5 separate regions of the Mus musculus genome follow, and all the other regions are linked to region 2. A link is a contact called in public Hi-C, HiCAR-type and promoter capture Hi-C data. All regions are on one chromosome and are shown on one strand. Each heading gives the region's core, a stretch centred on a gene start, on an enhancer-like site or on the middle of the called end of the contact. The rest is flanking DNA. Distances are from core to core; before and after follow the strand shown. Region 1 overlaps Gm50595. Region 2 holds the start of Hoxd8 (homeobox D8). Region 3 has its middle 4.1 kb from the start of Gm39858. Region 4 overlaps 2600014E21Rik (a long non-coding RNA gene). Region 5 overlaps Nfe2l2 (nuclear factor, erythroid derived 2, like 2).

Region 1 (2,700 bases), core at 78-2,577, 790 kb before region 2:
GCTTTCCAAGGTAGCCCCTCGCCATAGCAGTAAACTCCCAGATTGCAAGTCCTTCAACTACCTCTTATTAGCTGGCTGACACTGGGCATCTGTATGATACCATCTGAAGCTATGTTTCTTTACTTAGAAGACAGGCGATAAAATCGAGTACCTGAGTGAGCTCTTAATGCCGTGGCTGGCACAGGCCAAGTGTTCACATGTACCAATTTTTCACTAAAGAGGACTTAGAAAATAAATGAAAAATAAACTTTGAGGGTAACTGATGTTCTTGAACATTAAAAAAATCACCTCCAGTTTGGCCCAGTCTTAAGTCATCCTTTAAAAATGAGAGTTAAAAAAAAGAATATATATATATTTTTTTTTTTCTTTGAGATATGGTCTTGTTATATAGCCCAGCCTGGGCTTGAGTTCATGATCTTTTTGTCTCAGCCCCTGAGTTCTGCGATTACTGGTAGGTGCACTCAGCCTGAGCTAGCCACTTTTAATACATGACTTTGTCTGTCTTTAATCAAGAGCACCCCCACCTGTGGCCGGTTTCCTTTAAAGTTCTTCAATTGCCTTCAGCGGTTTTATGTATTCACCCCTAAGCTGTGGAAAGAACAGAATGTGAACACTTCGCCTGGCCTCAAATGTTTAGACTTTGCTGTTCCAAACAGTCAATAAATAAGGAGTGCCTATCACATCATTAGGGGATTCAACTTTCATTCCATTGCTTCAAGAATTTGCAGAATTTAAGATGTGAAAAAAAAAAAAAACCAGGAAAACAGAAGAGAATCTTCCCTGTTGTGGGAACTGTAGGTCTCTCTTTTACAGAGCTTGAAGAACTTGAGCCATGGGCACTTTCTTCCATGAAGAATTTCTCCTGCACTGGAAGACTGAAACAAGAGTCCTGAGTCCCCGTAGGAATCTTCAGCTTGTAATTGGAAAAGTGTGCACTGGTGTGGAGCTGGGCCACTGCCAGGCTGTGTGTGACAGGAGCCAGTCTCTGCTGAGCTCCGAAGCATTTTGCAGTTTATGGCAAATCAGTGTCTCCACTGGAGTCCTTTTTAATAGGCTTATTTAGGTGGCATTGTGTGTGTGTGTGTGTGTGTGTGTGTGTGTGTGTGTGTGTGTGTGTGTTGGCTTAGGGAGAAAAGCTTTTTCTGAGAGCTTTGCAAAGCATCACTGCAGCCCTGGAGGGAACAGGTTTTGGTTTTGTGGTGTTTTGCTTTCAACTGAGAGTTGATGCTCTTTGGTTTCTCCTTTAAACAACCCCCCCCTCCCTCATTGCTTTGAGCAGTGTCCCTGGACTTGGGGGAACTCCCTCACAATGTAGCAATTACTGATTTATGTTCCAGTGATAAGAATGTGTTTTACTGTGGTCATAATATTTGTCCAACTTAACTACTATGTACTGTAAAGTATCATAAAAGCTTCTCAGATCAAACATTATGAGACAAAGGATCATGAACTGCCCCCAATCTATGCACTCCGACTCCTATGAGATCTGTGGGCATGCCACCATGAAGAGAGGACAGATAGAGAAGCCTGTGCCCTCCCACTCCAATTTAGGTCATCTGAACCTTCCCGATGCCTGCTTGTCATCAGCTGAGCCCCTGGGTTAAGGTTTAAAACCTGTTATTTCCCTGGCTTCACCTCATTGTAGCATCAATCTTCCTCCTTTGGAAATTAGGAATTTCACTTAGATTTGCTGTCAACATGTAAACCTGGCTTGGGTTCATGTCTATTCTATGATACTTTTCCCTATCTTATCTTCTATTTTGATCAGTTACTGTTAAGGATACCTTTTTAAGGCATTCCCCCCCCCCATTTTTTTAAAAATAGGGTCTCATGTAGCTTTGACTTGTCTGGAACTCACTGTGGAAACTAGGCTGACTTTGAACTCTGCCTGCCTCTGTCTCCATCCCCAGTGCTGGGATTAAAGGCATGTGCTACCACACCCCCAATCCAATGTATCTTGATTATTTCCACTCTTAACTCCTCCTTCCATTCTCCCCAGAGCTCCAAGCATGTCCTCTTCCTACCTTTATGTCCTTTCCATTCATTTTATAACCTACTGAGTCCAGTTAGGATTACCCCTGGGTGCACGAGTGAGGTCATTCTCAGGAGCATGGGCAACCTGTCAGCAGCCACACCTTAGTGTGGCTTGTCAACTGCTAATAGCTCCTGTGTTGGGGCAAGGTTTCTCTAGCCCTTCTTCCATGTCTGCTGGGGTGTGGAGTGATTTGATCTTGCTCAGGTAACCAGAGTTGCTGGGAGTTGATGACAGTTATCCTGCAGTCCAGCAGACAGCATCTCACAGGACCCTCCCACTCTCTGGCTTTCACATTCTTTTTGCTCTCTCTTCCCTGTTGTTCTCTGAACCCTGGAGAGATTGATATGATTGATCGACTTAAGGGTGAGTGCTCGATAGTCACTTATTCTCAGTCTCTGTATTGACTGATGTCCACTGCATCTCTGACCCAGGTTGAGAGAAACACTAATATATGGCTATAGACACAAATATCTAGAAATCAATTTGACAGCATGCCCAATTAGAAAAAAAAAAAGCTGGCAGGTTTTCTCTTAAGGTCTATGAACTCCCAAACCATGGGCTTTTGACAAGTTTATAGATACCAGGAATGAATTCTCTCCTATGAGACAGGGTCCAAAGCCAAGCTGAAGTGGTTGGTTACTCCTCTAATACTCACGCCACTACTA
Region 2 (2,700 bases), core at 101-2,600:
CTGTGGTAGAAGTGTAAAGGTAGAGTTTAATTTGTGGGGCAGCCTTCAGCTCCGTCTTCTTCCAGCCCCGAGACTTCCTTTTTGGGGTCTCCATCCTTTGCCTCCGGCCGGGACGCAGGAAACTTGTCTTTGTTGTTCTCCTTTTTCCATTTCATTCTCCTGTTCTGGAACCAGATTTTTACCTGTCTCTCCGTGAGGGCCAGAGTATGGGAGACCTCGATTCTCCTCTTCCTGGTCAGATAAGGGTTAAAAAGGAATTCCTTTTCCAACTCTAGGGTTTGGAAGCGACTGTAGGTTTGTCTTCCTCTCCGTCTACCAGGAGCTGCTGATTAAAAACAACAACAAAAAGGGGGGGGGGGAGGAAAATCAACGTTTTTTTGTTTTTTAATGGTTGATTCTCTGAATGCTGTTGGAGTTTTCTGGAACGGGCTTAAGAGGTGAAATACACAGTGGTCTTTAATTCTCATACAGATATAGGGTGTGAGGCAAGAGAGGCAGAGACAAGCTCTTCACAATTATTCTGCCCCCGTCTTTACACACTTTTAAAAAGTCTGTATTAGTTTTTGTACAAGAGCCACATTGGCTACACCAGAAGGAAAAGGAAGGGGAGAGGGAAAGGACAGGGGAGTTTTAAAGCTAGAACGTGAGATGAAAGCAGATTTCTCCCTTTCTCCCCTCCTTAAAAAAAAAAAAAAAAAAAAAAAAATAGCGCATCCCAACCTTGTGGTCTCATCCAGGGAAACATTTGAGAAGGAGACGAGCTCTGATTTAAGTGGTCTGGGTCCTCGCCAATATTACCACTGGACGATTTACAGTCAGGATATTGTACCAGCTCGGCCTCTTGCTGGGTCGTAAAAATCGGCTGTCTCTGTAAGTTATCGTATCCGTAAAACTTCGCGGGCTCCCCGTGACAGGCAATCCCGCCGCAGGGGGGAGGCGGCGGCGGAGGCGGAGGGTGCGGAGGAGGTGGGGCGGCCTGGTAGGCAGCGGTCGGGCTGCCCGCGCCGGCGTGGAAGTAGTCCTGGCCGGGCCCCGGGCCGCCCCCTCCGCCGCACCCGGGCGGCGGCGACGGGTGCGGGTGCGGGTGCGGGTGCGCGTGCGGGAAGCCGGCGGCGCTGTTGCCATAGAGCTGCAGGGCGGCGGCGTGGCGGCCGCTGACCTCGGGTGCAAAATGACAGTCGTAGTAAGTGGGATTGATGGCCTCGCCCGCCGCGGCCGCCGCAGCCGCCGCCGCCGCCGCGGCCGCCGCCTTGTACTTGGAGTACAGCGGGTTCACGAAGTACGAGCTCATCGGGGCGGCGGCCGCCGGCGGCGCGGAGCCGGTAAGGGGCGCGCCTCAGCTCGGTCGCGCCGCCGCGGGGGCCTCTGGGGCGGCTCACTCGAGCCCGCGGGGGCCGCCGGGCCTCGTCGCCCGGCGAGCGCTTCCCCCGCCCCGCTCAGGCTCGACCGTCCGGCCGCCGGCCGCTCATGCCTGGCTCTCGCGCCTCCGTCTCGGCCTCGCGCCGCCTCCCTCGCGGGCCACGCGGCCTCGCCCGCCCCCGCGCGCTGCTGCCGCCGCCTCCGCCCCGCGGGCCTCTCCCGGCGCGCGCCTGCTGGGCCGCAGTGGAACCGCGGACGCCCGGGCGACCTGCCCCGCGGCCTCCAGTTTCCTCTCCGGCTCCAGGCGGCCCTAGCGCACCCGGACCAGGGGAAAAAAAAAAAAAAAAAGAGTGCGCGCGGCCCACGGGGGAGACGCTTAGGCTGGGGCTGCCGAGCCCCCGCTCTGCAGGGAGACGAAAAGAGAACACACCCTCTGCCCGGTGCCACCTCTCACCTCAGCCCTCCCCCCCGCCGCCCCCTCCCAGCGCTGTCGCCGCCGCCGCCGAGGCTGCCGCCCCGGTGCGCGCCGGCGAGGCATTTTCGCGCCCCGCCACTGCGAGGAGAGGGAGCGAGATGGGGGGCGAGATAACCGCGCGGAGGGATCCCGCCGGCGGCGAAGCGGCCCCTGCGCCGGACGGGACGCCGCACGCCGGCCCCGGGATGCCTCCGCCAGCCTTAAAGGGGGCCCATAAAGCCGCACTGCCAAGGGCTCGCGGGGGGCCCCCCGGGTCCGCAGAGAGGGGGCGCGGCCGAACCTTAGCCTTGGGCCAGGCGGGGTGGTCACTCCCAGGAGGCCTCGGAGCAGACGGTCTCTCCTCCAGCAAGGCTCCTGGATCTGCCCAGCAGAGACTGGCTGTGGCTTTTTTTTTTTTCCTTTTTCTTTTTGCATTTCTTACTGTGGACGAGCGAGGTTGACGGATTGATTGGTCCTTGCATTTGTTTGGGCCTAGCTAAGTGGTTTTGATTAAAAAGCCACAATCCAGCCTCCGAATCCTGACCTTATCAAAGCGAATCAAAGTCCTGCTTTTTCCAGCCAAGCAGGCCCTGTGGAAATGAGATGTACATTTACCCTTGACGCACTGCATGCCTGGTTGAGGCTCCCAGGTTAATTGATATTTAATGGAAATCATGCCCATGAATATAGTTTCCATCATTTCACCCTTGATAGACGTCAGTGTTGGCCACAGGGAGGGAGGGGGAGGCGAGAGAATGTGGGAAGGGGACATGAGTGTCGCTGAGAGAGTGAAGAGAAGAGTGGCAGAAACGTTCCCAGTGGGAAGAAGGAATCATGCCGGGGTGGGTGGCATTTCCTAGGGCAGGGCGCAGGGCTCCCGGGTCCCA
Region 3 (2,700 bases), core at 181-2,680, 930 kb before region 2:
CAGACAACATAGACGACTCACAAAAACAAACGTAAACAAACAAAATTACCAAGCGACAGAACCAGAGTCAGAGAAAGGGGAGTGGACACAGATTGTCCCATTTTTAGAAAAACAGTAGTCACAACAAGAGCGGACACGAGACTAAGACAAAAAGAGAAACCAGAAGAATCAGATGGCCTCTCTAAGGCCGGCCAATTGAGACCCTCTGCACGAGGTGGGACTCGAACCCACGATCCCGTGACCAGACGCGAGGTGGGACTCGAACCCACGATCTCGCAACAAAACACGAGGTGGGACTCGAACCCACGATCCCGTGACCAGACGCGAGGTGGGACTCGAACCCACGATCTCGCAACAAAACACGAGGTGGGACTCGAACCCACGATCTCGCAACTGGGCACGAGGTGGGACTCGAACCCACGATCTCGCAACCCCAAATGGTCTCTTGGCCTTCAAAGGGGTCCACCAGGCGTCCCTGATCCTCCCCTGTTCCTCCTGGGACGTCTCCCAGGGCGAACGGACGGTGGACACCTGGACACGTCTATCCTTATCCACCCCGCACTCCCTCTCGGAGCGCGGTCTCACTGAGCGTCCGCAAAACTGAAACTGCGATCGCACCAGACTTAGAAACAGAACACAGACATCAGAACACAGACATCAGACCAAAACAGAACAAAGAATCTTACCTCTAAGTGGGTCTAGGACCTCTGGGTGGTCGCGCTGTTTCCCGGCCAATGCACCAAATGAAAGATTTTCGAATTCCCGGCCAATGCACCAAATGAAAGATTCTCGAATTCCCGGCCCATGTACCAAATGAAAGACCCTCGAGGGAAGACCCTCACTCAGACACTCAAGTCCCGGGACAGCCGCGTACCCAAGAAGACACTGAGACCATACATAAAATGTAGAAGGTAAGATTTAATAAAGCAGCGACATGAAAGCACACAGACCAGAGCTCTGGGGTCGAAATAAAGCAGCAACAGAAAGCACACAGAGCTCTGGGGTCGAAACTCATACACCTTTGCACAGGGTAGAGGAGTCTCGACGACGACTTAAAATTTTCACAAGCTTTTAAAGGAAAAAACCACAAACTGGGAGGGGGAATGGGGAGGGAATAGGGGAAGTTTAACAACCACAAATTTACTCAACCAAAGAGTCATATCCTGTGTTTGGCAATACATCTGGCCTGTTGAAACATTCTGTGGTTGTTCCAGAAAATGTTTTTTCTCAAGTATGTTTTCCAGATGGGAGGGGGTGGGCTCCGAGGTGAAAGTTCATGTTCTCACAAGAGGCCAGTAATTTTTCATTCTTCAGGATTTGAAGAACCAGGGTTCTCTGAAAAAGACCATAACCACTGAGCCCTCTCTTCAGCCCAGTGCTCCTTTGAGACAAGGTCTCCTCTTTTCTCCAGCTTCACTCACAAGCTCCTCTCCTGTGCTGGGTGGGATAGGTGCCTAAGGAGAAGGCAAAGGGGGGGAGGAGGGGCGAGGTGGGGGGAGGTGTTGGAGGGAATCTTAATCCTGGCCTGGCACCCTTTAAGTGTGTTTTCTTAGCCGGGCGTGGTGGTGCACGCCTTTAATCCCAGCACTCGGGAGGCAGAGGCAGGCGGATTTCTGAGTTCGAGGCCAGCCTGGTCTACAAAGTGAGTTCCAGGACAGCCAGGACTATACAGAGAAACCCTGTCTCAAAAAAAAAAAAAAAAAAAAGTGTGTTTCCTTACTGTGTTGCAGTAAGGAAAGCAGAGGGAAGAGCTGGAGATCTTTTATGTCATCTGCTTAAAGTGGCTGAGAAAGGAAATGCCATGTTAATTATGTATCTGGATTAGGCAGTAACAGCTTGTCTGTGAAAAATAAGTAGATGGTCTTATTTTTCTTAGTTGAAGATTAACTAATAGTTGTTAATGCAGTCCATTTGACCTTTGGGAGGTAGATCCACAATGATTTTCTGAAACTTAAAAGAAGTTTTAAGTTTACAAAAAGAGAGAAATGTTTAGATATGTCAGTATTCATCATTTGCAATCTGTAAACATTTTGAATTAAAAGCAAGAACATTATTTTTAGATATTCTTGTTATTGGGGAAGAACAAGCATTTAAAATTCAAACCAAAAAAAGCAATTCTTCTTCTTCTTTTTTTTTTTTTGTTTTTTGAGACAGGGTTTCTCTGTGCAGTCCTGGCTGTCCTGGAACTCACTCTGTAGAACAGGCTGGCCTTGAACTCAGAAATCCACCTGCCTCTGCCTCCCAAGTGCTGGGATTAAAGGCGTGCGCCACCACTGCCCAGCTAAGCATGACAATTCTAAGTTTTGGGTGAACTGTATTGTCTCAGGATACATCAGCAGCAAGACTCCACCCATTACTCTAGTAGTTTTAGGTTCTGTAGCTTTGTATTGTAACTGAGGTGACAGGCAACAGTTACATGCAGTTAGTCTGCTCAGAGAATTTAACTTTGCCTAGAGGATCCTTCCTGTCCAGACGCCATTCACACCTGGCCTGTCCCACTGCCACTGCCAGCTGCCTGCTCCATCTGCCCTTGAATCCACACCACGGATGGTCAGGTCCTTTTTCCTGGCATGTGAGTCCCAGTTGTGTGTTGCCCCTGGCCATGTGCCACCATAGCCCAGCAGGTGGCAGCAGGAGAGGTGCAACTTTCTGTTTCTTTAAACCCCGAAAAAGGGAGACAGGCATAGGAGCCTGGTGGCA
Region 4 (2,727 bases), core at 185-2,684, 520 kb before region 2:
GTTGGTTGCTAGGGAGAGATTCCGAATACAATAAGGCATTTCCTAATGAAGCAGGAGCTCAGGTATGCCATAACAGTGCACGTCCTGATAGTGCCATCCCCAGGCTTCCTGGAATCTGAAGGAGACTCTAGAAGGATCTCAGGGAGGAGGCAGAGCCTCCAGGCACCAGAACACAATTATCATGGTTGTTGGGTCTTGGAGCCATGGCAATATACAAACTCATAGGGGTATTTTTATAAGACTAGATCAAGTGAGACTAGGCTAACCCACTGATCTTAGTCCCAATTCCTTCATGGTCATAGGACTTTACCTTTTCATTTTCTCTTTTTTGTATGTCCAGTCTTTGATATAGCCACTGTTAAACATGTCTTTGATACAGCCATTGTTAAACATTACATTCTCTATGTAAAAACACCTCTTCTTTCATGAAGAGAAGTCAGAAAGAGCCTAAACACAGGAGATTCAAGACAAGAGTCTACATTCATTTTCTGGGTCTGTTCTAACAGAATACCAGTCAGTGGCTTGTTCTCAAGACCATCAACCTGAATGAAACCTTCAGGAGAAGACTCTTTTGTTGTCTTCTCCAGTTTTCTTAGTTGCAGACACATCTTGGCCTGTACCCTCTATGTCTTTCTTCATAGAGGGGTGTCTCCTCTTACAAGGGCACAACCTGCATCTGTCTCCAAAGTGTTGGAGTGACAGGAGTAAGTCACCATGGCTAGCTTAGAATTTTGACATAGTTATTTAGGGGTGAGGGATCGACCATGCACTAGACCTCTGTCCTATTCAGGTAGTCCTTAGGTAGAAAACATGGTGAGAGCATCTGTCCTCAGGCTTAGAGGTATGCTTTTTAAAACTTATTTATTTGTTTGTTTATTAAGATTTATTCATTTATTATAATAGCGGACACTGTAGCTGTCTTCAGACACTCCAGAAGAGGGTGTCAGATCTCATCATGGATAGTTGTGAGCCACTATGTGGTTGTTGGGATTTGAATTCAGGACCTTCAGAAGAGCAGTCAGTACTCTTAACCACTGAGCCATCTCTCCAGCCTCTAGAGGTATGCTTTATTCAACCTCAGGGTTTACCATCAAAAGTCAAATCCCCCTCTCAGTATCTCGTACTTTTAAAGCTAAGCCACGGTTCAACAGACTTTGTATATGCTTTATTTGAGGTCTTTTTTAAATTCATGTTTTCATCTTATCTTGCTTATGTGGTTGTAGCCTCCAGCACAGGCCCTAAGGAACTCAGAAACACCAGTGCATCCAATAAGCCTCTAAGAATCATACTGAGAATCAGCGGGCAAGGCATTCTAACAATCCCCAAATGTGTTTTTAACACTGTTATTGTTGTTTTAACATTGAATACACTTACCCAGGAAATCCAGGCTTCTTTCTGAAGCATTCCAACTGCTGTGTTTATACCCGGTTGCCACACAACAGTTATTCCTACTGTGTTTTAGTTGGCAAGGGCTGGAGGAAGGGTTTCTGTAGCCAAGTAGCCTCAGATAGGGAATCTTTCCAATCCCTGGAGACCTGGCCCAGTCCCAGAATCAATAGTTACTGAAACACGAGCCAAAGCTGTCTCATCCAGGGCTTCGGCTAACCTTGGACCAAGCCCCGATTTAGACCCTAAATCCAGATAGGAAGAGCCAGCTGAAAAAATAGAGCCCACCCACGGTTACAGATAAATAAGTAAAAACTGCATATTTTTTCCATTAGGAGAAAGGGGGAAATTCTACAAAAGATATATTAAATTATACATTCCCTTTCCTCTGCAAAACCTCACATGCAGCCATGTTGCCAATCTCCTGAATTAAAAATGGATAAACACGTCTAGTATTTTACTATCATTGCATATTATCTAGAACACAGAGTACAGAATTATGTCACCATCACCGAGTTCTTCTCCTATTTCCATACGTGTTTCAAAGACAACAAAATAGAAATATAAATTATTTAAATAGCAGGGTATATATCACCCATCTTTCTCCATGGGATGCATTATTCATTCACTCTACTAACTTGGAGTATAATAACATTCCCCATGCCCTTGGATTCTCAGGTATGTAAGTCAGATGTGCCTGTACATAGCCCAGGAAGACTTTGTGCAGCAATTATGGTTCAGTGTGACATTTGATATAAAAACAGCATATTGGGCTTGGTGATATAGCTCAGTAGTAGTGTGTGCCTAGCAGATGCAAGACTCTGAGCTCCAACTGGTACCACACATACATAAAGCTTACGGAGGACAGTGTTATGGTCATATATAAATAGTGAAGTTTTGTCTTGGAGGAAAAAAAATTAAAGCAGTATAGCATGTTCTATAAAGGTTTTATCTTCGTGTTGCTCATAAGCATGGCTCCAGCAGCAGTATGAAGTCACACCAGCAGCACGTGCGACACTGGACTTACTTTATTCTTTGATGTGAATAGTATTTGTATATATGCATATGGGGTCTGTGTGTGTGTGTGTGTGTGTGTGTGTGTGTGTGTGTGTGTGTATGTGTGTGTGTGTGTAAGTTGGCCTTGGGTGTTTTCCTCCACTTAGGTTTGTTTTCTAAAGTGAAATCCCTCATTGAACCTGGGGCTCACTGATTCTTTTAGTTTAGCTATCCAGCATGCCCCAGCGTTTTCCCTTTCTCTGCCTCCCAAGTGCTGGGATTACAACAGTTTACCATAGCTGCTCTACTCTTAAGTGGGCGAGAAGAATCTGAACCCTAGTCTTT
Region 5 (2,700 bases), core at 24-2,523, 980 kb before region 2:
ACCCACTTAGTCTGTACACTAATCTTGCTGTTCTTGACTACCACTTGTGTTACTACCACTTTTTGGTAAGAGTTTTAGCCATTAGTGCATATTACTTTTAAGAAATATTGCTTGCTCTTGCTGCCTTTGTGGCAGGTGCAGGAAAATTGGACTGACACAGAGGTTAGCATGCCTTTGTACAGAGACAATGTGAAAATTTGTGAGGTTTTCCTTATATTTTACAGGACCCCCCCATCCCCCCAATCATACTTGCTGGGTGGTGTCACACACTTTTAATTCCAGCACTCAGGAGGCACAGGCAGGTGGATCTCGCAAGTTCAAGGACAACCAGGGTTACACTAAAAAGCCTTGTTTTGGGTGGGGTGGGAATCATACTTTTAAAAAGTTCACAGTTTTAAAAAGTTAGCAGACCCTTTGGAAAGTACCCTAAAAGTGTCCGGGGCTCATTAAAAAGGCTTTTTTAAAGTGTTCTCTGTGGTCTAAATATAATTCAGTACATTAAATTCATATATAAAATTCCTCCGCACCACTGATAGCAGCATAGCCATGCCTCAAGAGCCAGGGTCTTTGTCTGACTGCACAGTTCTTCCCTATCTCTCAGGCCTAGGTGGATGCTCTTGATTGTTGCTATGTTTACTTAATTGTTAATTGGTTAGATCCAAAAGTGACCATGAGTATTAAATAATTTAGTTTGGGGAACCCTGAAAATGGATAAAGGAGCTTGAAGCATTGAGAAATATCAGCAGTTTCTGTGAAGAGTCTCTGATTCGAGGCCTCCCTCCTTCAGCTGACCCATCAGAGAGGTCAAGGGTGGAGGCAGCAAGGCGCGGAGTTGCCTGCCTGGTCTCCTGATTTGTTTCCCCTCAGGTGAAGTAGATGAGGAAGATGGAAGCAGTGTTCCTGAAGGTTCTTTTGGTAATGATGTGTGTGTGTTCTAACAGTAACTGAAGTGTGTTCATCAAGTGCTTTCTCTGTGTGGCTTGCTCACTCAGAATGGGCAGAGTCCAGCAACTGTATCCTAAGGATTGCTGTTCTCCTGACAGAGTAAGGGCCACCCTGCACCAGCACAGCCAGATTGTAACTCTTGAAAGCCAAGTGTGAAACTTGTGGAGAAGTCAGAGCTTGGTGGTTTCTCCACCAGGTAGGTGGGGTTACCCAGGGTTTGAAAAGTGAATGTCCTTGGTGATTTCATTTTGACCACAGAACAGCTATGCCTCTGGAGAAAGTCGGGCTTCTGACTGCCTTCACTTTCCAGCTTTGCGTAGTCTTGCATCATGTTGCAGGTTATGGGCTGCGTAATGGGTGAGAGTTCCAGTAAGCTGGCCGGGTCCTATTTCTTAGATTGAGTGAGTCATTCCTAAGAACCTTGCTTGAGAACAGGAAGCAGCCCATGGACGTTTCTGTGCATGGTAATGTAGCCTGCCAGGCTGAGGAAGCAGACACTTTCTAGCTCAGACCAAGTGGAGGATGTCTCCAGGCCTCTGGAGTGGTGCTTTCGTGACCGGGGCTTTAACCTTGCTGAGTGATTTGTATTTGGTACGAATTCAGAAATTTTTATGTGGTGAAAATCTCTAGTTGTTGATTATTGAGATAGGATTTCTGTAGGAGGAAAACTTGGGTTGGCTGGTGTTGAGTATTAATAGTCTGCCAAGTATATATGAGTTGTTTAACTAGGTCTTTCTAATATTGCTGAGGTAACACACATAAACAGCAATAGTGTACCTGATTTAGATGACTGTAAGGCCCTCTGTGACCCTACACTATTCTGTATTTTAATTATTCCGTATATTTTAATCACCTATTTCATAGTAGTAGCAGAAAGAATTAGAAAATTAATCCGTGAAAACCAAAAGAACTTGGTGTGGGGCTGACTACAGTGAGCCATAGGCCTGTCTTCTGCCTTTGGAGTCTTTGTTGAAAAGCAGATGGCATTATATTGTCTACCATGTAATGCAGTGTGGGACAGGAACCTTCGAGAAGTAAATGGGCAAATATTTAGAAATGCAACAGTCATAAGTAAGATAGATTTAAAAGACACATCTGCCTGGAGTCATTTATTACTACAAGTAATACTGCAGGTATTAATAAATAAAGTGTTTATTTATTAGGCAGTAAGACCACAGAGTAGGGCTTTGTAAATGAAGGTTAATTATGCAGCTGGTTATTCAACTGTTAAGGTTTGGGCATTCCTTCAGTGCACTCACAGACGCTGCCAGCCCTCCCCTGGGTGACTTTCAGACTGTAGAACATGAGTCTTGTTTTCTATCTGGTTTTATTCAAAAATACTTAGGCATTGTCTGTTGACAGGGGAGCTAAACCAGGTTTACTTTCTAGGTGAATAATATATATTCAGCTGGGCATCATAGGAGATATAGGATGGGCACTGTAGCCAAGTGTTCTTCACTCTCGATGTTCTAGTAACGAATGTGTGCATGAAGAAGAGAATGCCGAGAAGCAAAGGGTAAACTAAGGTGGGTATTTGGGGTGTGCGTACACCTTATGCAACCCCAGCATTTGGGAGCTTGAGTGAGGAGGAGGAGGATGCATCTGAGGTCAGCCTGACCTCCATAGTGAGATCCCTAATAAAAGGGGGTGGGGGGAGAACAAGCTTTCCTATAGAGTTAGGAGTAAAGACCCATTTTATTCTGTGCTAAATGACAAGTACAGTTTCTTATTGTTAGCGGCTTGTTGAGCTACTGT

The links. Promoter capture Hi-C pulls out the DNA fragments that hold promoters and counts their contacts. A called contact is a pair of places that touch in the nucleus more often than the background predicts. HiCAR-type assays count read pairs that join an accessible place to other places.
Region 1: a contact with region 2 is called in a Hi-C map of uterus, with 4 times the contacts expected there. The contact joins the enhancer-like site here to the promoter of Hoxd8 in region 2. A contact is called at or near these places in 15 of 39 promoter capture datasets (the 3T3-L1 cell line, 3T3-L1-derived adipocytes, the C10 cell line and 10 more), 3 of 484 Hi-C or Micro-C datasets (cerebellum, nephron progenitors and uterus), 5 of 115 datasets of contacts at active chromatin or transcription factors (craniofacial prominence, embryonic forebrain, embryonic limb bud and 2 more) and 2 of 9 other capture datasets (adipose tissue and embryonic stem cells).
Region 3: a contact with region 2 is called in a promoter capture Hi-C map of liver, with 2.7 times the contacts expected there. The contact joins the enhancer-like site here to the promoter of Hoxd8 in region 2. A contact is called at or near these places in 1 of 39 promoter capture datasets (liver), 9 of 115 datasets of contacts at active chromatin or transcription factors (the NIH/3T3 cell line, embryonic basal ganglia, embryonic forebrain and 5 more) and 1 of 9 other capture datasets (embryonic stem cells).
Region 4: a contact with region 2 is called in a Hi-C map of uterus, with 5 times the contacts expected there. The contact joins the enhancer-like site here to the promoter of Hoxd8 in region 2. A contact is called at or near these places in 9 of 39 promoter capture datasets (the 3T3-L1 cell line, 3T3-L1-derived adipocytes, the C10 cell line and 5 more), 5 of 484 Hi-C or Micro-C datasets (the 3T3-L1 cell line, 3T3-L1-derived adipocytes and uterus), 6 of 115 datasets of contacts at active chromatin or transcription factors (craniofacial prominence, embryonic forebrain, embryonic limb bud and 3 more) and 3 of 9 other capture datasets (adipose tissue, embryonic stem cells and pancreatic islet).
Region 5: a HiCAR-type map of kidney shows a contact between it and region 2, with 4 times the contacts expected there. The contact joins the enhancer-like site here to the promoter of Hoxd8 in region 2. A contact is called at or near these places in 2 of 39 promoter capture datasets (3T3-L1-derived adipocytes and neural stem cells), 2 of 484 Hi-C or Micro-C datasets (embryonic stem cells and uterus), 2 of 115 datasets of contacts at active chromatin or transcription factors (bone marrow-derived macrophages and kidney) and 1 of 9 other capture datasets (embryonic stem cells).

Annotation. Positions count from the first base shown.
Region 1 is chr2:75,490,593-75,493,292 of GRCm38.p6, reverse strand. All of the region lies in intron 2 of Gm50595, which reads left to right. Among named protein-coding and RNA genes, the nearest start is that of Gm39854, 17 kb to the left of the region's middle. Within about 2 kb of position 1,327, at least 13 of the 459 cell types and tissues checked have an H3K27ac peak or open chromatin away from gene starts, as enhancers often do. A contact at or near this core is called in embryonic limb bud and uterus, where this site is marked.
Region 2 is chr2:74,704,139-74,706,838 of GRCm38.p6, reverse strand. It overlaps Hoxd8 (homeobox D8), which reads right to left and starts at 1,350. Exons shown (of 2, transcript NM_008276.3): 1 at 721-1,350; 2 at 1-325. The coding sequence starts at 1,291. The coding sequence ends at 27. The region is part of intron 1 of Gm38462 (predicted gene, 38462); the gene reads left to right.
Region 3 is chr2:75,636,716-75,639,415 of GRCm38.p6, reverse strand. No RefSeq gene overlaps it. Among named protein-coding and RNA genes, the nearest start is that of Gm39858, 4.1 kb to the right of the region's middle. Within about 2 kb of position 1,430, at least 41 of the 459 cell types and tissues checked have an H3K27ac peak or open chromatin away from gene starts, as enhancers often do. A contact at or near this core is called in kidney and liver, where this site is marked.
Region 4 is chr2:75,223,363-75,226,089 of GRCm38.p6, reverse strand. All of the region lies in intron 2 of 2600014E21Rik (a long non-coding RNA gene), which reads right to left. Among named protein-coding and RNA genes, the nearest start is that of Gm34401, 61 kb to the left of the region's middle. Within about 2 kb of position 1,434, at least 40 of the 459 cell types and tissues checked have an H3K27ac peak or open chromatin away from gene starts, as enhancers often do. A contact at or near this core is called in adipose tissue, kidney and uterus, where this site is marked.
Region 5 is chr2:75,684,259-75,686,958 of GRCm38.p6, reverse strand. The region is part of intron 1 of Nfe2l2 (nuclear factor, erythroid derived 2, like 2); the gene reads left to right. Among named protein-coding and RNA genes, the nearest start is that of Nfe2l2, 19 kb to the left of the region's middle. Within about 2 kb of position 1,273, at least 206 of the 459 cell types and tissues checked have an H3K27ac peak or open chromatin away from gene starts, as enhancers often do. A contact at or near this core is called in 3T3-L1-derived adipocytes, bone marrow-derived macrophages, kidney and 1 more, where this site is marked.